2 separate regions of the Zea mays genome follow, and region 2 is linked to region 1. The links are chromatin contacts, called in public Hi-C maps. All regions are on one chromosome and are shown on one strand. Each heading gives the region's core, a stretch centred on a gene start, on an enhancer-like site or on the middle of the called end of the contact. The rest is flanking DNA. Distances are from core to core; before and after follow the strand shown. Region 1 holds the start of LOC100283214 (eukaryotic translation initiation factor 4E-1). Region 2 holds the start of LOC103650693 (BTB/POZ domain-containing protein FBL11).

The links. Hi-C and Micro-C count contacts between places; a contact is called where the count stands out from the background.
Region 2: a contact with region 1 is called in a Hi-C map of endosperm, with 2.0 times the contacts expected there. The contact joins the promoter of LOC103650693 here to the promoter of LOC100283214 in region 1. A contact is called at or near these places in 5 of 25 Hi-C or Micro-C datasets (bundle sheath, ear, endosperm and 2 more).

Annotation. Positions count from the first base shown.
Region 1 is chr3:147,109,474-147,112,639 of Zm-B73-REFERENCE-NAM-5.0, forward strand. LOC100283214 (eukaryotic translation initiation factor 4E-1) reads right to left here and starts at 1,778. Exons shown (of 5, transcript NM_001366957.1): 1 at 1,476-1,778; 2 at 1-41. The coding sequence starts at 1,729.
Region 2 is chr3:147,410,702-147,413,903 of Zm-B73-REFERENCE-NAM-5.0, forward strand. It overlaps LOC103650693 (BTB/POZ domain-containing protein FBL11), which reads right to left and starts at 1,604. Exons shown (of 19, transcript XR_564324.4): 1 at 1,368-1,604; 2 at 1,237-1,287; 3 at 1,025-1,151; 4 at 588-723; 5 at 428-477; 6 at 206-294; 7 at 15-123. LOC541623 (root cap protein 1) reads right to left here. Exons shown (of 2, transcript NM_001111378.2): 1 at 2,966-3,202; 2 at 1,959-2,873. The coding sequence ends at 2,107.

The DNA.
Region 1 (3,166 bases), core at 528-3,027:
CACCGATCAACTTGCTAGGGTGATGGATATTATTGTAGAGGCTGCGAAATCACAGATCCATTAGATGGAATATATTTATAGACGAAAGCCAAAGTTGGACGGGGACACAAAAGGACCAAACCAAAGATAGATCAGCACATGTCTGACACGGGATTAGACCAAGAGCACTTATCACAAGGAAGAGAGGAAGGGTTATTAAATATCAGACCTTCCAACTTTCGATCACGCACCACAACCGTTAAGAAACTCGACAGGAAGTCAAGCAAGAGAGCCAATAACCTATGAAGCTCAGTTCATCAGATCAAATCGAATCTCGGGTTCTGAATATAAAAAAATATACATTACAGATTTTGCGTCATGACAGAGATTGAATTTTCTCATATAAACTAGATCCATGAGGCGGGTGTCACTTTGACTTAATACCAACTGTAGCTGTAGACAGGGGCGAATCTAGGGCTAGGGTTGAAGCCCCAGTCGCAGCCCAATAGCACCTATACTATACCATCATTTTAGCCCACAAAGTCCAACTAAAATAGGTCACAACCTCCTTCCTGGCCGCGCCATTCAGCACCTGCGTCCGGCCTCCGTCCACGCCGCTAGTACCAGCGCGGCAGCGCGGGCATCCACAGCAGCTAGCAGTGTGGATGGCCGACACACCTAAAGCAGCTACAGCAGCTAGCAGCGCACAGGTGCTCAGCGACCAATGCAAGGCACAAGCTGCAGGCAGGCTGCTGCAGCACGCCAAGCCTGCAGCACACCGCTGGCTGCCCCTAAGACGTCCGCCGCATACGCTGGCGTCTCCGTCAAGTGTGCCTTATAGCCCCTCTTTTGATCCATTCCTGGATCCACCACTGACTGTAGACTTGTCAAGGCGTGTGTTTGAGTATGAACAAGGACTAGCAGGTAGGTCTGGAGATGTTTGAGAATGGAAACATACCATGCTTACCCAATAAAGATTTCATACAGTATGTGCATGAATCAAACCGAAAGAGGTGTAAGATTGATCGACAGCTGCTTCTAAAAAGGCAAATGAGAAGGCTAATATCTATGATATAGCAGGGGCAAAAACATGTAAAAAGTGCAGAGACAGCTCGCAACATCAGAACAACAGGTTTGCGTGGTTTCGGGGATAAATCTCTAAATGGCTAGAATAACTAGGTGAGCAAAAAACATGTGAAAATGAATATCTGCTTCGGATAGGCGCCTTGCAAATGAAGCTAAGACAGTAACTATGCTCTCAGAATTGATCTTTCCCGCTGTATAAACAAGTGTTAGAAGCTGAATGAGAGTGCTATGGATTAGGCATAGTCAGAAACTAATGCGTTAATTAATCTAGAGATCCAAGATCCGTAAACCATGGCAGATTTGGCTCGTATATTGTGAATCTGGACTTGTACCAGTAGTTGTGAGAGTGTGAGAGGAGGGAAAGGAGGTTAAGAGGTGTGCATGTGTCAGAGAGAGATAGTCGGACGCACCCCCAGAAGTCCTCTACGGTGGAGAAGGTGTGGATGGGTCGGATGGAGCTCCCCCAGGCGGCCATCTTGTTCTTGCCGTGCGGGTTGTCGAACCAGAAGGTCCACGAGTGCTCGAGCGGGTGCGCGGCGGGGAGGGCGGGCGAGGGGGCGTCGGCGGCGATCTCGCCCTCCTCCCGGTCGTCGTCCTCGGTAGCGTGCGCAGGACGGCCGCGGGAGCCCGCGGAGGCCGGCCTCGTGTCAATCTCGTCGGCCATGGCAGCGGCGGCGGATGGGGATGGGTGCGGCGAGTCGTGTCCAAGGAGGTTTGGCCGTTTGGGGCTCGGGGCTGGCTGTCTGGTTTTTATTTTTTCCTTTTTCTTTTTTTTAACGGCTGACAGTCTGCGGGTCTGCGGTCTTTTTTTAAGCTAAACATGGTTCCATTGATCACTTGTATTATACACAGTTGTTGTTCTTCCAACTTCTGTGACTACTACGATTTTGTGGTCGTCGAAATAGTGGCGCAGTTTTCGAGTACTGAGGAGCACCACGTACAACAACTTCTAGACCTGTGGGTATCTGATCTTGAGGGCCCGATGACTTCACTGATGAAAGATATTGGATGTTGAACCGGAGGTGCGTGTCCTTCCTCCTTCCGCTCAACTACCAACATGGTGCTTACCACGTGAGTCTTGTATGAGATATACAGTAGCAGATTCTGGACCGGCTGGTCGCTGGTGGTCCGGTTAAGCGGCTTGAGGACGGGTGGGTTGTTAGGAACTTTTTGAGATCCTCGAATGCTCCTTGGGTATCAGGAGTCCACTAGAACCTGTCCACCTTTTGAGCAGCTTGTACAATAGCATGCCTCTTTCGTCGAGCCATGAAATAAAATGACTCAGCGCTGCCATGCATCCAGTAAGCTTCTGGACCTTTTGCGATCGTGATGGCTCCATCCGCAGTATGGATTCAATCTTCTTAGGGTTGGCTTCAATCCCCCGATAGCTGATGATGAAACCAAGTATCGAACACACACTTGTTGGGGTTAAGCTTTCAACGGTAGCGCCTCAGGCTATTGAAAAACTTGTTGGATGTCGTCAATGAAGTTTTCTGGATCCTTTGTCTTGATTACAACATCATCGACATAGGCTTCCACACGTTTGCCCCAGTGGTCGGCTAAGTATGTTTGGATGGCCCGCTGGTAGGTCGCCCTAGCATTCTCTAAGCCGAACGACATGGAGGTGTAACAAAACACCCTGAAGGGTGTGATGAACGACGTCTTCTCCTGAATCCTCCTCTTGATTCTCCTCCACTAGACCCATCTGGTGGTATCCCGAGTAACAGTCCAGGAAGGAGAGCATGGAACACCCCGCGGTAGAGTTGACTACTTGGTCTATTCTAGGGAGCCCGAAGGGATCCTTCGGATAGTGTTTGTTGAGATCAGTATAGTCGACGCACATGCGCCAATAAACTTTATTCCTTTTGAGTACAAGAACAAAATTCACAAGCCACTCAAGATCCGTCACTTCTCTATTGAAGCTAGCAGCTACTAGGCGAGCTAACTCGGCTCGTATGGCTTTTCTCTTATCAGGTGTAAAGCGGCAGCTTCTGTCGGATATGTTTTGCTTGCAGGTACACCTTCAGTTTGTGCTCAGTCAGTTCCTTGGGAACTCCGGGCATGTCTGTGAGATGCCATGCAGACACGTCTCGGTTGTCCT
Region 2 (3,202 bases), core at 354-2,853, 300 kb after region 1:
GAGGAATGCCGTACCTTGCTAAGAATGAAGAGGTGGCCATCTACTGAGTTGGGGTTTGATTGTTCACAGGCTTTCATATTTTCTGAAACCCAATACAAAATTGCTTCACACAATTGTTTTTCACTGGACAAAAGGCAGCAAATTATTTTAGCTTCAGAGAAGGGAATCATATTATAGAATAACACTGAGAGAAGATACAACAAACCTATCCACTGTCAGATGTGGACATTTGATCGCTGAACATAGCAAATCATAAGGTATTTTATTAAATGACCTTCCTGAGATAGCATGTGCCTGCATGGTCCACAGAACGGCAGTGGTACAGAAAGCATGTTGCATAATACATGAGCATATCAGAAAGGAACCAAACATCGCCAGGAAATATATTTCTCAAAGAATATGCACATAATGCAGTAATTGTACCTACAAAATTCTGAGCTAGAAATTTTTGGCAAATGTCTTGAACAAAAGTAACACCTGCAAACATATCCAAAGCCAGAAAAAAAACCTTAAAGAATTGATTAGATTTTGTTCAAAATGGAAAATATTACCTGGAAATGTCAGAACACTATAGCAAAAGAACTCACCATGCTCTTCAGCAAAGTACCAGACTTCAATTATGAAATCTAATGGAACTGACATGGCAGAAGTTTGAGAGGCTATGGTGCCGAACCATCTTTGACACTCCACTAGAAGGCTCTCAACAGCAAGAAACAAAGCTCCCTGGATGATAAGTGAAGTTGGAGACTTAGGGTAGCACCTGACATGAACCGAAGGCAGTAGCACTAGCCTCAAATTTAGCAATGAGTATGGCTATGGCATAAATGACCATCTTCCTCCAGCAGCTTTCTATCAGGCACAGGTTTACTAGTAACTGCTAACGATGGTACACAGTACTAATGGAATTCCTATTCCCATGGCATAGAATTTATGAAACATAATAAAAAAAGATAATCTAGAAGGGTGTTGTCTTGTGTTATCAACCAAGAGAAGCACAACTTTAGACTTTCAGGACTGTGGGTACCTCCAACAGGGGGAGGAAATTGTTGTGCGTGATGTTAAAGCTCTCGGAAGGCTCAAAAAGGTAGCGCAGCACTTGCACAGCAGCCTCCAAATTGCAGCCCACACGCACATGCTCTCTGCCGGATTCACTGCATCCACACACAGCGCCGATGAGATACCTGCCCAGTCGCCACTAACTTGTAGTAGTAACTCGAGGCTTAGGTTTTCGCTGACCTGAAGCTGCCGCCGAGGAGCGCGCGGAAGTAGGAGGAGCTCTCGATTAGCCTGCCCACGAGGTAGGATTCGATTACCAGAGCGCAGGAATCAGCTAGGGGGTAGGTTGAGATGGGAGAGTGGTCGCTTGCCTGTGCCGGTCGACGCGAACGGCAACGGTTGGGGATGGGAGCGGGTCGAAGCGCGCGAGGTCGGAGATGGACAGCGGCGGGGGAGAAGGTGAGGATGGAGCACGGGCGGCGGCGGCGGTGGCGGAGGATGATGTGTCGGTGATCTCTAGAACCAGCGCGTCGGCGGGGAAGGCCATGGCCGCGCGTGGTGCTTGGTTTGGTTACTCTGTCAAGGACGAGAGATGGACTGTTTCCGGAAGCTAAAAAAAACTGTTTTCTCTTGTTGTGACTTCGTGAGATGGGCCTCCGGATCGAGTTAGACGAGCCACAGGCCCAACTCCACACTGCCAAGGCCCACCAAGAAACTAAAATTGTTTGTTTCCATTTTTGTTTTGCTTGTGAGTTGTGATGATGAGAGTCCCAAAATTGTTAAGCACTCGATTACATTTTATCTTGTGCTCAGTTTCTTAATTCCACGAACTATCAAGTGAAGCTCGATCGATTACTTAAACATCCATGCATTGTAAAATAAAATCAGGAGTATTTAATTAATTAATTAGGAGTATACATGCATGCATATGTATTTATAAGCCTTATTTGTTGAATATATAATATATAATTTCAATGGGTTTATTGCTGCTTCTTCATTCACTAGCTAGTGTAGAAGACACACAACGATGGATGGATCGATATCCTCCGAGATGGTAATGGAATGGTACGGTGAAGTCGTCGATCGCGCGTACGACGTGTCCTTTGTTATTCATTCCATGTCGTCGTCGTCGGTGAGCATGGCAATATTAGCGGCGGTGCCTTGCTGGTGTCGGCGTCCGCCAAAGCGTGCGACGGCGCAGTCGGTGGAGAAGAGGTCGGAGGAGAGGTAGTCCGGCGCGCCTCCCATGACGGGCATGTTGGATGTGACGTTGAGGCTGTTGACGTAGTCCGGGCGGTAGGTCTGGCCCAGCACGCCGTGCACGTCGTCGGTGAGGTCGTAGAACTTGAAGCCGAGGTCGAGGTGCGCGAGGGTGTCGCCGTCGTCCTCCCTGACGCCGTAGTTGTGGATCCGCGAGTCCTCGGCGGTGATGGGCACTACGCTGGCGACGATGCGGAAGGCGCCCCTGAGCTCGACGACGACGGTGTTGACGCGCGCGGTGCGGGTGACGGACAGCGCCGGCGCCGTGGGCGGGGACCAGCGCGCGCCGACGAAGCGCGGCAGCAGGGACGCGACGTCGACGTCCTCGTCGTCGAGGGCCAGCGCCAGGTGGTCGGCGGCGGCGTCCCACCTGGGCGTCCTCTGGGCGGCGACGTAGAGGTGGTGGTGCGCGAAGCGGATGCCCAGCGCCTGGATCCAGGTGAAGTCGCGGCTCATGGCCGGGTTGCGCTTGCCGATGAAGTGCGCGTTGATGTGGAGGGCGGCGTCGGAGACGATGCAGAAGTCCCGGTCCTTCTTGCCGTGGAAGTAGAAGTTGTTGCCGTCGGCGCCCGTGAAGCGTGGGTCGCCGCAGGACACGCCGGGATAGAAGTCGCACACTGCATGTGCATATATATCAAATTATTAAGATGGAAAGGAACCAAATTAATTGTTAAGATGGACGAAATGAAATACTCCGATCCGTACGTACAGCAGAATGTCTTGCAGCTTGGGCACTGGATGAGGCACTTGTGAGGGCAGCGTGCGTTGCAGGTGGCGCTGCAGGTGGTCTTGTTGCTCTTGATGTTGGTGCACTTGAGAGTCGTGCTGCGATCGTTGGAGCCCACCTTCAGGTTCGGGATGTCCGGCACCGCCTGCTGAGAAGATGCGGGTTGCAACAACGCCGCCGCCGCCGCCATGACGACGATGCACACCAAGCAGAAGCTCA